Linked DNA regions of Mus musculus: regions 1 and 3 are each linked to region 2. A link is a contact called in public Hi-C and HiChIP or PLAC-seq data. All regions are on one chromosome and are shown on one strand. The core of a region is the stretch at or near the end of the contact, and the rest is flanking DNA. Distances in the headings are between cores, read along the strand shown.

What was found. A called contact is a pair of places that touch in the nucleus more often than the background predicts. HiChIP or PLAC-seq counts read pairs in DNA pulled down with a chosen protein or histone mark.
Region 1: a Hi-C map of Th1 cells shows a contact between it and region 2, with 3 times the contacts expected there. The contact joins two enhancer-like sites. A contact is called at or near these places in 5 of 39 promoter capture datasets (the C10 cell line, the HPC-7 cell line, hippocampal neurons and 2 more), 3 of 15 datasets of contacts at CTCF or cohesin (the NIH/3T3 cell line, large pre-B cells and pro-B cells), 12 of 484 Hi-C or Micro-C datasets (B cells, the G1E-ER4 cell line, Th1 cells and 7 more), 4 of 115 datasets of contacts at active chromatin or transcription factors (CD8 T cells, embryonic stem cells, regulatory T cells and 1 more) and 2 of 9 other capture datasets (adipose tissue and embryonic stem cells).
Region 3: a contact with region 2 is called in an H3K27ac HiChIP or PLAC-seq map of regulatory T cells, with 4 times the contacts expected there. The contact joins two enhancer-like sites. A contact is called at or near these places in 6 of 39 promoter capture datasets (the C10 cell line, the HPC-7 cell line, hippocampal neurons and 3 more), 1 of 15 datasets of contacts at CTCF or cohesin (large pre-B cells), 4 of 484 Hi-C or Micro-C datasets (the C2C12 cell line, embryonic stem cells, myocytes and 1 more) and 1 of 115 datasets of contacts at active chromatin or transcription factors (regulatory T cells).

What each region holds. Positions count from the first base shown.
Region 1 is chr6:8,349,690-8,352,389 of GRCm38.p6, reverse strand. All of the region lies in intron 2 of Umad1 (UMAP1-MVP12 associated (UMA) domain containing 1), which reads right to left. Among named protein-coding and RNA genes, the nearest start is that of Gm46952, 5.5 kb to the right of the region's middle. Within about 2 kb of position 1,274, at least 80 of the 459 cell types and tissues checked have an H3K27ac peak or open chromatin away from gene starts, as enhancers often do. A contact at or near this core is called in CD8 T cells, Th1 cells, granulosa cells and 1 more, where this site is marked.
Region 2 is chr6:8,731,160-8,733,976 of GRCm38.p6, reverse strand. All of the region lies in intron 6 of Ica1 (islet cell autoantigen 1), which reads left to right. Among named protein-coding and RNA genes, the nearest start is that of Ica1, 46 kb to the left of the region's middle. Within about 2 kb of position 1,301, at least 60 of the 459 cell types and tissues checked have an H3K27ac peak or open chromatin away from gene starts, as enhancers often do. A contact at or near this core is called in CD8 T cells, Th1 cells, granulosa cells and 1 more, where this site is marked.
Region 3 is chr6:8,374,159-8,376,943 of GRCm38.p6, reverse strand. All of the region lies in intron 3 of Umad1 (UMAP1-MVP12 associated (UMA) domain containing 1), which reads right to left. Among named protein-coding and RNA genes, the nearest start is that of Gm46952, 30 kb to the right of the region's middle. Within about 2 kb of position 1,528, at least 19 of the 459 cell types and tissues checked have an H3K27ac peak or open chromatin away from gene starts, as enhancers often do. A contact at or near this core is called in regulatory T cells, where this site is marked.

The DNA.
Region 1 (2,700 bases), core at 25-2,524, 380 kb after region 2:
TTTAAAAGCTTCTGTGTGTCCCAATTTATTTACTACAGTCAAAGAGTCGCTATGATTTAAGTTGGAAACTCCAAAGTATATTTTAATCACACATACACACACACACAGTAATTTAAACACTTTAGAGCTCATGCCTCTTTTAATTTATATAAATCATATATATTTACAAACATGAGATACTGTACAAATACATATACTGAGAAAACAAAGACTGTCATCTAAGTGTACAGTAATTTACAGATGTAAGTTCTAAGATCTCTTCGTACATGTGCATTGAGTAGGGACCCTGGGGCACCATTTCCTCCTCCTGAGCGTGGGGACCTTAAGTGGACCTAAGTGGACTGTGGCTACTATCAGCCACCCTCTCCATGGTCTGGATACGTTCCTTGCTTTAAAACCCTACCCTCAAGTCTATTTGTATGTCTGTCTCCCCCAATCCTCCCAGTGTGTGTGTCTGTGTGTGTGTGTGTGTGTGTGTGTGTGTGTGTGTGTGGTGTGTAAGGCTAAGGATGTAACCTCTTTCACTGGAAAAAGTGTGTGTGGCAGTGAAATGTAAATCTAACACGTGAGCACATGTATGACCTTTCACTTCAGCAGGAACACTGTTGCATGCGACAATCCCTTTCTCATACAAGACAATAATCTCCTGATTTAATAAACAGGTTTCCTGTGAAAACAACATCCTGTCTGCTAGAGTGATTGTACCTTTAACCATGCTGTCACCCAGCCCTCCATATGTCACCTACTAACAAATAACTTTTCCAGACTCTCATTTACAAAGTGTTTCTTTCCTGAAATGGTGGCTGTATATGCTTAGGCAAAGATGGTTCTTGTTAACTATGGGTCACTAATGATGGCAGTTGTAACTGAGACTTGGGAATAAGACAATGCAACAGATAGTTAAGGAATACATATAGTTTGGTCATAGTTTGTAGGAAGTTGGCTATGTAATTCTCAGAAAATCTTTAAAAACTGCCAAAGCTACACACAGAACACACATATATACTTTGTATTGGCCATATTTTTCTGTGGGTGTTTTTCAGGCTTCTTTGTGGTTCTTCTCCACTTTCCTGTTACTCTCTCTAGGGCTAGACTTTCTTACTCATCTCTAGGGGATCTTAGCCAAAACTGTAACTCAGAATATACCAACACAATTCTGACTATAAAAGCAATTGCTAAAGACAAACCTTTTCTTGGGTTACAAGGCCATCCATTCCAGCCTGCTGACTATTTACTTGGTCCACGTCTCCGTGGCAGTTAACCTTAGTGCTTTCCACAGTCCCTCCTTATCTCTCGGCAGAACTAGCCCTGCTTCTGTGCATGTTCACAATGGCAGTGAATCACCATGCACTGTGCTTTCTTTTCAGTTCATTAGCAGTCTCTCCCAAACCTGCCTCCTAGTCTCTATCACCTTCATTCGCTACCCCTATAATTGGTACCAAGTTTCAGTCTCTCTAGTCCCAGCTATATCTATTAGGCCAATTTCCTCACCCTCTTCTGATTTTATTTTGCGGCCATAAAGAACATGCTAAGTTATCATGGACATGCAACTTCCTTTATACAAATTTATTTCCATGTACCTCATCTGCTTTTCTTCATCTTCCTTTATTCTTTATGGAACAAAAGGGATATTCTACAATGAATGTCATTAGTTGCAGCCAACTTGCTAGTAGGTCAATAAGTTGCATACAAAGTCTGTACACTATAAACTATTGATTATGGAGAAGAGCCGACTAGACGAGGGGAGAAGAGAGCATAAGCTCATGGGAAGAAGTGGTGGTCCAGGGATGATATTGCAGAAAGCAAACCACACACAGGAGAACTGGGGAGATTCAACCCAGAGTACCCTTCTAATACATCTGGTGAGAATTTAGGAAATCTCTTCTAAAAGATCAGGGCGGAGGTTGTATCCATTTTCTTCACAGAGACAAAGGCTCTCACTGTTTCAGAAAGGCTATTCCACTGTTTCCTGAGGTACGGAAAAATGTAGTTTTGTAGCCAATGATAAATTTTCACTTAAATTTGCTAAACTTATTATAAGAGTACTAGGTAAACGAAACAGAAAATAAGTAAACAACTACGTAAACAGAATATAGGACCCAATCAAAATGAGTTCAAAGTCTCTTACCTTCTGAGATTGCAACCAAAAATAAAAATACATTTCTAAGAACAGCTTTATAGTAAGAGGGAAATTCATAATGAAAAAGAAGGTGTGGTGAGGGGAAGAGGCTGGTATTTATATATCTAATGGAATGTAGTGTCAAGCCATGAAAAGGCCCAGAAGTATACAGGAGTGAGAGGCGGTGGGTAGAGCCAGAGCCAGAATGCTCAGGTCTCATCACAGCCTCACTTCTTACACTGCTGCAACGCAGGGCGAGCTAGGTCTTTTCAGCACCTTCTTATAGAATATGCATAACAGCAGTGTCTACCTCAAAAGCTGCTTTGAGGATTAAAGTCATAAGGAAAAGCATTTAGCCCGAAGTATAAACTTCAGTGCTGTGAAGTGGTGCTGGCTGCTGAGGCCAGTGTGGCCTGGAGCTGCTTAGTGGGCTACAGAAGCCATGCCAGCCATGGAGGATTCCTTGAAAGATGTTCATCAAACTGTATAAAAATGCTGCTTTCAGGCATTTCCACACTTGAGACCAAAGTAAACGAGCTTAGGAATGCATAATGTTTAAGCCTATTTTAAGCTAAGAACTT
Region 2 (2,817 bases), core at 52-2,551:
TTCATGGCTTGGGTCCTGGAGTGAATGAAGAAAAGAGGGAGAGTTGAGAGAGCAGACGATTTTCTTCTGCCTGTGAGAGCAATATGACCAGCTACTTCAAGCTCCTGCCGCCTTGATTTGCTTTTATGATAGGCTGTGCCTTGAACAATAAGCTAAAAGAAACCCATCCGCCATACAGTTGCTTTTGTCAACAGAAAAGAAACCAAGACAAATAGAAAGGACCTGGACAGAGGGGTGGGAAACAGCAGTGGTTAGCTGAGGAGTCAATGTGGGCAAAGGCCCGAGGTAGAAGCAATAGAACTCCTAGAAGCAGCATCAAGTGATGTAAATGTAGAGACATAGGTGCCTAAGCAACATGGCCTGAGAGACAAGCAAGACTAGAGAAAGAGATATAGATACACAGACACACATGCACATGCGCGAATGCGTGTACGCGCGCACACGCAAACATATTCTAGGCCTTCTAGGATCTGTGAGTGATATATGGTGGGATTCTTAGACCTGTCTGACTCCATTTGAAAGTACAAAATACACACACACACACACACACACACACACACACACACACACACACACAAATCTGTAAGGAGGGAGTGGAAAAAGTGTTGAGAAAGGGATGGGTGTTACAAAATTTGTGTTCACAACTCAGTCAGATGTCATGTTAGAACAGGGAGCAGAAGAGTAGAAACCAAATAAAATATGGCACACCTGGGTCCTGGCAGGATGAAGACCAGAGAGAAACACAGTCTGACCTCTGGTAGACTCAGTAAAGCGTCACTTTGATTACAAAGCCAGAATAAACATAAATGAAAGTCAAATTGGAAGGGAATTTTCACCTCCAACATTGGGTTAATTTCCCCCCCTAGCATTTCTCAAATGTCTTGAAACCTTTTATACAGCACAGTCACGAGTGCGCAAGACAGAGCTGGTGAGTGAAAGTTTCACATAAAACAAAGCAAATGATCTGGCACTCTCTGAAGCCCAGGGGCTAGAGATGGCTCCGCACATCAACATTAGGAGTTGTGACTAAGTGTTCCTGTCAGAGAACTGAGGACACAGAGACCAAAGCTTGCTCCTAGCCCTCTGCAAGAGCCCTGCTAGTCATCTGCTCCTTGTCAAAATGACTCGGAGAAAAGAGATATATGGAGAGTCAGGGCCACATGGAGCAGCTCTCCAGGCTACCTCGTAGGAACCCAAGGGTGGATTTATGTAGGTGGGGCTGCTTGTCCCTGTACTGTAGGAGGCTCCTCCTCACATCATGGTTCACCCTAGTACCACGCGGTATTTTATGAGTGAGGTTAGTGTGTGATATATGTGCCCTTTGAAGGTAGAGTAAGAGGGTAGGATTTAAAAATAGAACCCAGCTTCTCATAGCAGATTACATCAGCTGAAGCTGAGAGCCCAGCAGAGCCTCTGAAGTCTGTGCCCTTGAGAGCCTCTGTGGTCAATTAAGTGTCTTGTTTTTCTTGAACGTCAGAAATGGGATGGGAGGTAATTATTCTAAATGGAATAAAAGCTAGCCTAGGTGTAAGAAAATAGTTCTGAAGCCTCTAAAGAGATAGCATGGAAATGTATATGTGGGCATTTGTAGGACTCAGCCTTTATAGTCAAGGGTGCAGGAACCACTGCCTTAACCTGAGCCATTTACTAAATAGTTTAATTAAATCCTGCAGCATTAGCTCAGTGTTTCATTACAGTAATTCAAAGGGATCTCTGAAAGGCATTCTGGGAACTGTGAGTGATACAGGGTGGGATTCTTAGGCCTGTCTGTCTCCGTTAGAAATACCATTAGGTTGTAGAGCCCTGTTAATCCACTGGTCATGTCATCAAAGGACACGGTACACTAAGGCTTATTAACAAGCATGGGCAGTCTACTAGGTAGGACCTTCCTTAGAGACACCAGTCTGTAGTGACCCTGTGTCCCAGTGGTGACAGTCTGAGTCAAAGAGTTTGTTCTACAACTGATAAACAGCAGTATTGGTAATAGATGTTTCATTTTTTTTTCCCCTGTGAACAAAGACTTGGGTTAATTAATTTGACAGTTTTATTAATTACTGCTGAAATCGTTGGTTCTTGTCAGAGGTCAGGCTCTTTCAGCAATTGAGGGCAGGTCCCCGGGGAGTCGAGCCTCTAAGTATTACAGGCTTGCTCCACTCCCCTTTCTCCTGGCCCTGTGATAGAGGCCTTCAGGGTATGCCTTGCATCTCCACTCTGTGGATAAAACCAGTTTGTACTTCCATTCAAAGCCTGAGTAGGTCTGAGCCCCACCAGCAGCCAGGGTTGACTGAATAGGTAATCTTTTGTTTGGTCTGTACAGTGGGCAGATGTTAAGTAAGCAGAACTTTAACCTTCCTGGGCTTTTCTTTGTTCCTGTTTAAAAAAAAAAAGGGGGGGGGGCGCGCGCCTGACTCCATTGTCTCTTCTGCCTCTGCTCATTGTACAATTCTACATATGGGTTGAGCCCTTTTATGAAGTGAGGTGAAAATTCTTTTTATAAAGTTAATGCTCTTTTAAAATGTATCTGTTTCATAGTTTGTAGTGTTTGTTGGTTCGTTTTGGTATGTGCCCGTGTTTGTTTGCTTTAGATGTCTGACTGGAGCAGTTGTTATTTGTGGGTCCCCCCAAGCACAGTGAATCTTGCTGCCAAAATGCCACAGGAAAAGCCTAAATTTTCACATGGTACAACTTGGAAGGGAACTCATAATTACGGGCTGGCTTTCGACTCTGGCTCTCCTAGGATGAGGCCTTTGGGCCTTGGTGTCTCTGTATTGGTTTTTCTCCCTCCCTGCTTGAGGGCTACACTAAGACTAGACTAAC
Region 3 (2,785 bases), core at 279-2,778, 360 kb after region 2:
CTGAAGAAAGAGATCTGGGAAAGAAACAGTGATCCAGTAACAGTCAAGTGCACAGATGAGGACCTAGCTGAGGGAAAAGAAGCCTGCTATGAAAATGCTCAGTAGGTAGATTCATCAGGACTTGATGAGGAGGTAAGACAAATGCATCCAAATGACATTCGGCTTTCTTATTTGGTTGTTGAATCAATTGCTAACATATTTTTTTGAAAGGACTTTGTATATACCAGATGTGAATCTGAGTTATAAGGTCTATTTTAATTCTAACAGGTGGTAAATAAATGATCAGAAACAGAGATAACTGTAGTGGAGAAGATGAAACAAAGTTATGTGGTGGCGACTGGGGGTGTGACACTTCAGCAGAGATAGTCATGAGAAAGGCTAGCAAAATAAATGATAGTTTCTATGACAACGAAGAGCCAAGGCAAGCTCTGGTAAGGAGCATGAGTGCCAGCAGCCAACAGGACAAGAAGAGAAAGAGCTCAGCATCATGAAATGACAGGAAGGCCAGTGGCCCAGACGGAAGGCTGGGGCATGGCGAGGAATGAGAATGGAAGGGGAAGGGGTTCCTGGAGCCCGCTCTAGGCTTAAGTGCTCATTCTCCTTAGTGAGAACTCAGCTAGTCTCAAGCCAATAAACAGTGTGCCTGACATTTACTTTGGTTTGCTATGTTACCAGTAGGCTCTAAGGGAACACTGGAGGTAGAAACCTGGCACAAGTGGTGGCTTTGTGTTCTAACAGTGGCAAGGCTGAGGGACTGCTGGAATCCAGAGGCTAGGATGACAAGACATGAAAGAGATAAAAAGGAATGTGAAGGACAGAGTGGAGCCAAGGATGCCTCAGGGATTCAGTTCTACACCTGCCATAGATAATGGTGATATGTCGAGATGATGAAAACTTGGACAGAGATGCTTTGGGGCTGCAAAAATCAACAAGTAGACCTCTCCATGGTCAAGTGAAGGTTGAAATGTTTAGATATAAGTAAAATGCAGTCTGCTGGCTAGACAGTCCCATACTCAGGGCCATAGGCTCATACATACTACACTCACTGTGGGAGTTGTGAGTCTCTCACCAGAGCTTAAAACTCCCAGATTAGATGATAGTTTTTTTCTACGTGAAGGTATAAGCAGTACAGACTATACAACAATGTTTTCATTGTTGGGTTTTTAAAGAAGAGAAATAAAGAATTCTATTTTAGGTGTTTAAGGTAAAGACAAATAATTTTGACTTTTTTATGATAAACCATAGATAGCCTCTTATGATTTAACTATGTGGTTTCCTCTGGAGCACCCGTTTCTTTTGTGCTCTCTGATAGCGAACACTGGTTGTTCCATTGCTCAGAAAGCACTTCTAACTCATCTGAGTATGTACACTGCCTCTGAGGTACTAATGGAAAGTCTAGAACACAGCCTGACAATGAGCTAGCTCAATTCCCTGGTGACTCTGAATGCTCCTTTCCTTAAGAAGGAGCCTTGGAAGACTCCAGACCGACAAGTAAACTGTCAAGCTGTATAGACATATCCAGTACATCCTTTATTATGCTGCAGTTCCTCCCACCCCCACCTGTTTGGTTTGACATGTGGAAACTGAATTCTTAATGTAATAGCATTAAGAGATGTGGCTTTGGGGAGATAATTAGGTCGTGAGGGTGGAACCTTCATAAGGTGGACTGTTTCCTTTAATAAGGGGTGACGGTCAAAGCTCCATGTGATGACACAAGAAGGAACCACCCATGAACTAAAAAAGCAGGCTCTCTTATCTGATAGCAAAGTTGCTAGCACCTTGATGTTGGGGTTCCCAGTTCTGGAACTTAAAATGACTTCCTACTGTCTGTAAGCCAGTATACAGTATGGCGCTTTGTAACAGTAACCTGATAAAGACACTAAGCAATTAGAACTTACAAAGTCATGGTGGCTACTTCCTGAGCCTCCAGCAGAGCAGTGCTTTATTCTGATCACAGGGGGTCACATGGTCAACACTGAGCAGTGCTTTATTCCAATCACAGGGGGTCACATGGTCAACACTGAGCTCTCGCTCTGTGCTTGAAGTGAAGTGAAATTGAAGAGATCACGTGCTTGGTGCACAAGGTAGATAGTTTCTTTCTTGCATCCATTTCTTTCATCATTATCTACCCAGTTCTTTGTACTGTGTCTTAGGTATAGTCACGGTTTAGTAAATATTTGTGGAATGAATGAATGAAAGAATAAATGCAGGTAAGTAAAAAAATAAAATGATTTTTCTTCCTATTCATCAGTTTAAGTAAGTTTTCCCTTGATTATAAAACATTTGCTTAGTGAAAATTATTAAAAATCCCTTAAAATAAAGGCAACTTTCTACTTGTAGCTCATTATTAATTAATGAATTGTAATGAATGTATTCATTTGACAGTCTTCTTGGGCACACACTCTGGATCCTGTGCTGAGACAGACAGGGCAGACCCTGACCTCACTGATGCACGTGCTTTCGTGCTGCAGGAAGACGTGCGAATGAGTCACTGTGCAGAAAGCTGCACAATCACGCCGATCTCTTCCACCTAAGTAGTAAACTAATGCCCAACATTCCCCTAAGCCTTAAAGATAATTACTTCAGTGATTAGATACTATTAATACATTGTGCATAGAGAACCCTAACATACTAACATTCCCTCCAGGATAAAACAACTTTTTTACGGAAAAAGAAGACATAAACTGTTTTTCTCCAGAATAGTCGAGAAATATTGTCTGACAATAGAATTCTCAAAATTCTCTCAAAAATAGACTGCTCTAACTCAAGAACTCTACTTTTCTCT